2 separate regions of the Mus musculus genome follow, and region 2 is linked to region 1. A link is a contact called in public promoter capture Hi-C data. All regions are on one chromosome and are shown on one strand. The core of a region is the stretch at or near the end of the contact, and the rest is flanking DNA. Distances in the headings are between cores, read along the strand shown. Region 1 overlaps Rbpms (RNA binding protein gene with multiple splicing). Region 2 overlaps Gm40487 (a long non-coding RNA gene).

The links. Capture Hi-C pulls out chosen DNA fragments and counts their contacts.
Region 2: a contact with region 1 is called in a promoter capture Hi-C map of adipose tissue. The contact joins two enhancer-like sites. A contact is called at or near these places in 1 of 15 datasets of contacts at CTCF or cohesin (large pre-B cells), 4 of 484 Hi-C or Micro-C datasets (the HL-1 cell line, cardiomyocytes, embryonic stem cells and 1 more), 11 of 115 datasets of contacts at active chromatin or transcription factors (the HPC-7 cell line, embryonic limb bud, embryonic stem cells and 5 more) and 4 of 9 other capture datasets (adipose tissue, embryonic tail, liver and 1 more).

Annotation. Positions count from the first base shown.
Region 1 is chr8:33,893,956-33,896,946 of GRCm38.p6, reverse strand. All of the region lies in intron 1 of Rbpms (RNA binding protein gene with multiple splicing), which reads left to right. Among named protein-coding and RNA genes, the nearest start is that of Gm51528, 28 kb to the left of the region's middle. Within about 2 kb of position 1,431, at least 50 of the 459 cell types and tissues checked have an H3K27ac peak or open chromatin away from gene starts, as enhancers often do. A contact at or near this core is called in adipose tissue, liver and uterus, where this site is marked.
Region 2 is chr8:34,063,938-34,067,100 of GRCm38.p6, reverse strand. Gm40487 (a long non-coding RNA gene) reads right to left here. Exons shown (of 3, transcript XR_870314.2): 3 at 2,530-2,726. Among named protein-coding and RNA genes, the nearest start is that of Gm40486, 9.6 kb to the right of the region's middle. Within about 2 kb of position 1,495, at least 56 of the 459 cell types and tissues checked have an H3K27ac peak or open chromatin away from gene starts, as enhancers often do. A contact at or near this core is called in adipose tissue, liver and uterus, where this site is marked.

The sequences.
Region 1 (2,991 bases), core at 182-2,681:
AACCCAACATGTCCTCGGAAGAGGTCTTGCTTCCTTCCTCCTTCACTAGCTCCTATTTCCCTAGCCCTCTCCCCCTATTTCCCATCTCACTCTAGCTTGGCTGTTGTGGAACTTGCTTTACAGACCAGGCTGGCCTCAGATTCAGAGATCTGCCTGAAAAAGAGCATGTGTCCTCTTAACCACTGAGCATCGCTAGCCCCAGGACTTACTGGTTAAATTTATACTTCAAGCAGTTTAACAACAATCGCTGTTTTACAAGTAGAATAAGATCACCGACAACAATTATGAAAGACATCTAAAATGTTTATCCCTGTGCTGGAAAAGGATGCTGTGGCTTCTCAGGCATACCTCTTTTTGTACTTGGGGGGTCATTAAGTTAGAGTGGAGCAAGCGTCACGGTGACCTGACTGTTGAAATAGTTGAGGCGGCTGTCCGATGAAAGTGGGGTTTGTAGACAGTGCTGGATGGACAGAGGGGTGATTCACATCCTGAGCGAGATTTCCTCATGAGACTCAGAACAGAATGCAAGTCAAATTTACGGCTTGTTTATTTCTGGAATTTTCCATTTAATCGGTTCAGGCCATAGGTTACTGCAGCTATCAAACTGGGGAGAGCGAAGCCGTGTCTGAAAGAGGGAAGCTACTTCGTTTCTTTGAGGCTAGTTGTTAGGTGTGACAGTATGATTTACAGTTGGGTTCCAGTTACATCACTAAGTATAAAGCTCAGACCCCGATAGAACTTGAATAATGAAGTCAGGAGTGGGAAGCCACTTCCGTGTTACTGTTTGGAAAAGGACTGGGCTGTAAAATGAAGACTGTTAGAAATCAGTCTATAATCCCAACTTTTATGAAACGGGAAACCTCATTTAAACCAGTTACCTAAAGTGTCTGATTGGTTTAGACTCCTAACTAGGTGTGCCTGTAGTTAGCTGTACTCCCTGGCTGGGTGGATTTTATGTGTCTGTGTGCCACATACATGCATGCAGTGCTCACGGTGACCAGCAGAGGGCTCATGGGATTTTCTGGAGCAGCGGTTACAGACAGTTGTGAGCTGCTGGGTGCTGGGAATTGAAGATGTGCCCCTAAGCTGAGTTTCTAGACATGCGCCTGGTAGCTTTTAGCCTCTCTGTTTGTGAGAAAAGAATAATAGTGCCAGCACCTGCTCTGAGGAGTTGTGAGCCCCCCCCCCCCTGCACAGAAACTATTGGGGGGAAAACCAATACTCTTTACTTGCAAATGTTCTAACACAGAGTGACCCTGATGCCTGGACAGTAACGCAAAGCCCCGTGAAAGCAATTAATGCTCAGTGACTGACTTCTCGTCTGCTGTGTCCTTGAGTCATGAGCATCTGTTCACAAACTTTACACAGCTTTTATTTTTCGGAAAACAAACACACAGCATTAGCCTGTTATTAAATATTAACTGCTAGGGCCGGTGAGATCGGTCAGCAGGTAAAAGTGCTTGCCACGCCTGCCGGACAGCCTCGCTTCAGTCCCTCATGGGGACCCAGGTATTCACTAATGCCCACAACAGTTCCTTTACCCCCACCCCCAATTCTGTTTTCTTAATCTTCTTGTTTTCTCTCTCTCTCTCTCTTTCTCTCTCTCTCTCTCTCTCTCTCTCTCTCTGAGAAGTGAGCATAGGCTGTCTCATGTGAAGGCCACGCTCTGCCACCGAGCTACATGCCCCGCCGCAGTAGTGTATGTGATTAGCCACCAAGGCAGATCGCCTCCCCGTGAGCTGCTTTCAAGTAAGGATATATGAAGTGAAGGCTCTGGTACGTGAGGGAGCTGGAGAAATACAGTCTGAGGGTCTTGACAGGTGTTAGGCTGGGTGCTGATGCTTCCCAGGGGTCTCACTGCAGCTCGGAGTAAGGAAGGCTTCTTAGGTTCAGACTCTCTTTCCTCGTGGGAGGGGGCAGTCATCCTTTTAATTTTGTGGTAGAAAATTAAAATGAGTTTCTCTGAAGTGTGTGTGTGTGTTTTCTTGTAAAAGATTAGTTGAGAGAAATTAGCTATCTAGCCTATGGATGGAGCACTCTACCCCCAGCTCCCGTTTGGAGAGAAAGCTTCTTGGGAAACCTTGCTTCCAAACGGGAGGGTTGGACACTCAGTAAATCAGGAACATTGGGAGTCTGGTCTAGGTGGCAGGCTTACATAATGCGACTTGAATATACCTTAGGCAAAAACCTTGTCTTAGTCAGTTGGAGGAGTTATATTATTGGGGGGTCGGGGTTTACTTATTGAGTGAAGAGACACCATGACCAAGGCCAAGGCAACTCTTCCAAAAGAGAGCATTTAATTGGGACTTGTTTACAGTTGGAGATGACTAGTCCATTATCATGGAGGGAGTGTGGCAACAGGTATTCTAGCTTTAAATCCTGATCTGTAGACAGACACACCAGACACACACACACACACACACACACACACACACACACACACACACACACACACACACGAGTGAGGGAGAGGGACACACAGAGGCAGACATTGTGCCTGGTGTGGGTGGCTTTTGAAACTTACCCCAGTAACAGCTCCAAGGTCACATCTCCTAATCCTTCCTGAGCAGTTCCACAGACCAGAGACTAAGCATGCAGATATTTCAGCCCATGGGGGCTGCTCTCAATTAGACCACCACACAGGACTATCTCAGACTTTATTTATTCATGTTTATGAGTGCTTTGCCTGTGTGTACCGCATGCATATATTGCCCTTAAACGCAAAATACAGGGCTCCCCTAGAATTGGAGTTAATGGTAATTATAGTTAGCTGCCATGCAGGTATCTGGACTCTAACCTGGTCCTCTGAAAGAAGAGTAGCCTGAGCTCTTAACCACTGAGCTATCTCTAGCTCCCTAAAAGGGTTGTAAAACAAGTAGGGGTTTTGTTGTTGTTGTTTTGAGACATAGTCTTACAATATATAGGCCAGGCTGGAGTTGGAATCAAAGTGGTCTGTCTGCCTCTGCCTCCCAAGTGCTGGGGTGACAGACT
Region 2 (3,163 bases), core at 246-2,745, 170 kb before region 1:
TTTTGTTACAGCCGGGTGTGGGTCCAGCACTTGGGAGGCAGAGGCAGGCAGATTTCTGAATTCGAGGCCAGCCTGGTCTACAGAGTGAGTTCCAAGACAGCCAGGGCTACACAGAGAAACCCTGTCTCGAAAAAGAAAACAAAACTAAACTAAAAAAAGAAAAAAGAAAAAAAAGAAAGAAAGTTTTTTGTTTATTTTTCAGCTTTCATTTTTTTTCTTTTTTTTTTTTTAAAGATTTATTTATTGATTATATGTAAGTACACTGTAGCTGTCTTCAGACACTCCAGAAGAGGGTGCTAGATCTCGTTACAGATGGTTGTGAGCCACCATGTGGTTGCTGGGATTTGAACTCTAGACCTTTGGAAGAGCAGTCGGGTGCTCTTACCTGCTGAGCCATCTCACCAGCCCTCATTTTTTTTTCTTAATCAAATAACTCAACAATGTCATGACTAACTCCACTGATAGAAATGAGAGAGAGAGAGGGAGAGGGAGAGAGAGAGAGAGAGAGAGAGAGAGAGAGAGGCCAAGCTGTGGAAACAGATAAGGAAATGACAGGAGGAGAGAAGAGAAAGGACCAGAGAGACATCTTACGGCTTGACATGATCAAAGGACAGAAACACATCTATAAAAAGGAGAAACTGGACCCCGAGCTTCAATCAACCTTCTAGAGCAAAACCAGATCCTGAGCCATCCCTCCTCCATTGGAGGAGGGCTGCTTCAGCACCGCCGCCACCGTGGCCGGCCCAGAGCACTTCTCTGTTATTGTTAGTCGTCGTCTGTCCCCCCCCCCGACCCCCCCCCCCCGGCTGTGTCTATCGTTGTTGGGTTTTAGTGCTTCCTAAGTGTGGATTCAGATTTTTAACAGCTGCTTCCTTGATCTCTAAAAAGTGAAGACATTTTTGGCTGAACAGTTTGACTGATTCAAGCTGCAGAATTCCAAACGGCCAGCAGGGGTCAATCAACTAACGTGATATTTTCCCCCCTAACTTTTAAAAAAAAAAAAAAGTTCCATGGAATCTAGGTGGCAGCAATGGAAGTCCTCCTTCACCTGCGCTTGCTTCACGGGCTGTTCAGAGATGTTCTAACATAGTCTTTCTTTCCTTCCATTCATCTTTCCTTTCTTTCTTCCGTCTTTTTTTTTTTTTTTTTTTTTTTGCCATGCTGGGATCAAACTAAGGGCCTGCCTCCTACCTATATGCCAGGCAAACACTCTACTTCCAAGACTACAGCCCATTCCATCACTCACTTTTTACCGCCTGTCTCTTCCCTCCCTTCCAGCCCAGCACCCATTGAATTATCAAAGGCTCCTTGAACACTTCTCATCTATAAGATGCTATGTTTGATGTTTGGGGTATGGAGACAAAAAGGGGACCAGTGATTTCTTCTCTGCTCTAGAGAACTGTCTCCTGTTTGGCCGCAAGGCTAGATGGCTAGAGTAAAGCATTGGTAACATGGCTACGATCCCAACTCTTGGCTTGAAGAAGACGCAACTGACCAGAGCTGAGTGGTCCAGGCTGCTGGCGCTGTTGAGCTCCTTTGGGTCATTTAGGGACGTGGCTCCTTCCCATCATGTTGCATCACAGTTCCTAGGATGTTGTTCTTGGCTGAGTGGTCAAAGCTGGGTCATGACCACCTTATATTTGGTCCAGAAAAAGGGGAAGAGAAAAAGCAGACAGCAAACTGTTTCCCCTTAAGCAATAAGCATGGATGTCACGCTTATCTCTTCTATCCATAAACTAGGGTGGGGACCTAGTCATATGTTTGGCCTTGGCCACAAGGAAGTCTGGGAAATGTAGTCATTTGTTAGGTTGTGATATGCCTAAGGTGTTATTAGTAGTAGGGAATAGCTAGTATCTTATCAGGAACCTCTCCTTCCCTCCCCACTTTCTCTGACTCACAAAGAAAACAAAAAAACAAAAAAATCTTCATATCTTTTTTTTTAAAGATTTATCTATTTATTATATGAAGGTGCACTGTTGCTGTCTTCAGACACCCCAGAAGAGGGCACCAGATCCCATTACAGATGGTTGTGAGCCACCATATGGTTGCTGGGATTTGAACTCAGGACCTCTGGAAGAGCAGTCAGTGCTCTTAACCGCTGAGCCATCCCTCCAGCCCCTTTCATATCTTTTGATACTGCTACCAATTGTAACTTCACCGTCACCATTTAGAAACCGTCGTTCATAGGAACTGGTGGCGAATAGAATATCCTTCAGGGGCTGGTGAGATGGCTCAGTGGGTAAGGGCACCCGACTGCTCTTCCGAAGGTCCGAAGTTCAAATCCCAGCAACCACATGGTGGCTCACAACCACCCGTAATGAGATCTGATGCCCTCTTCAGGTGTATCTGAAGACAACTACAGTGTACTTACATATAATAAATAAATAAATCTTTAAAAAAAAAATTAAAAAAAAAAAAAAAAAAAAAAGAATATCCTTCAGAAGTTTACTGTGAACACCACTTTACTCCCAAGATGCATGCTGCTACCGCCCCTCCAAGGGTAACAAGTCTCACCATGACAACTAAGATGATTAATTCCCAGTAAAATGAGACCCGGACTAGAGATTACTTTCTGTGCATGAGAATGTGACATTTGAGTTGACTCTTTGAAGCATGATTAGAAGCCAGTCAGGTGGAAAAGGAGGAAGAACATTCCAGAGTGCGAACAATCTGTGCAGAGCCCTGTAGCCATGGAGGGTCAACTGCATGCATTATGCAGGGTGAGTCTGGATAGGGAGGCAAGCAGGAAATGGAAGAAAATAAGACTATGCCAGATCTACATTCCAAACTGGAGAATTAGATTTTGCCTTGCTGGGCAAACGCTTTGGCCTATTTCCCCTCGGTGTGTGTGTGTGTGTGTGTGTGTGTGTGTGTGTGTGTGTGTGTGTGTTTTCTTGTTTGTGTTCTCTCTCTCTCTCTCTCTCTCTCTCTCTCTCTCTCTCTCTCTCTCTCTCTCTCTCTCTCTCCTTGTCTGTTCAAGTACACTCACCCATGAGTGTGCTTTTGCAAACCAGAGATCAAGTGTCTTTATTGTTCTCCTCCCGACCTTTTGAGTTAGTCTCCCTCTAAACCTGGAGCTTACCTCTCAGATTAGTAAACTTTGAGGAACCGGCTGTCTATACCAGTGCCTTTCAACCTGCTGGTCATGACTCCCTGGGGTCAG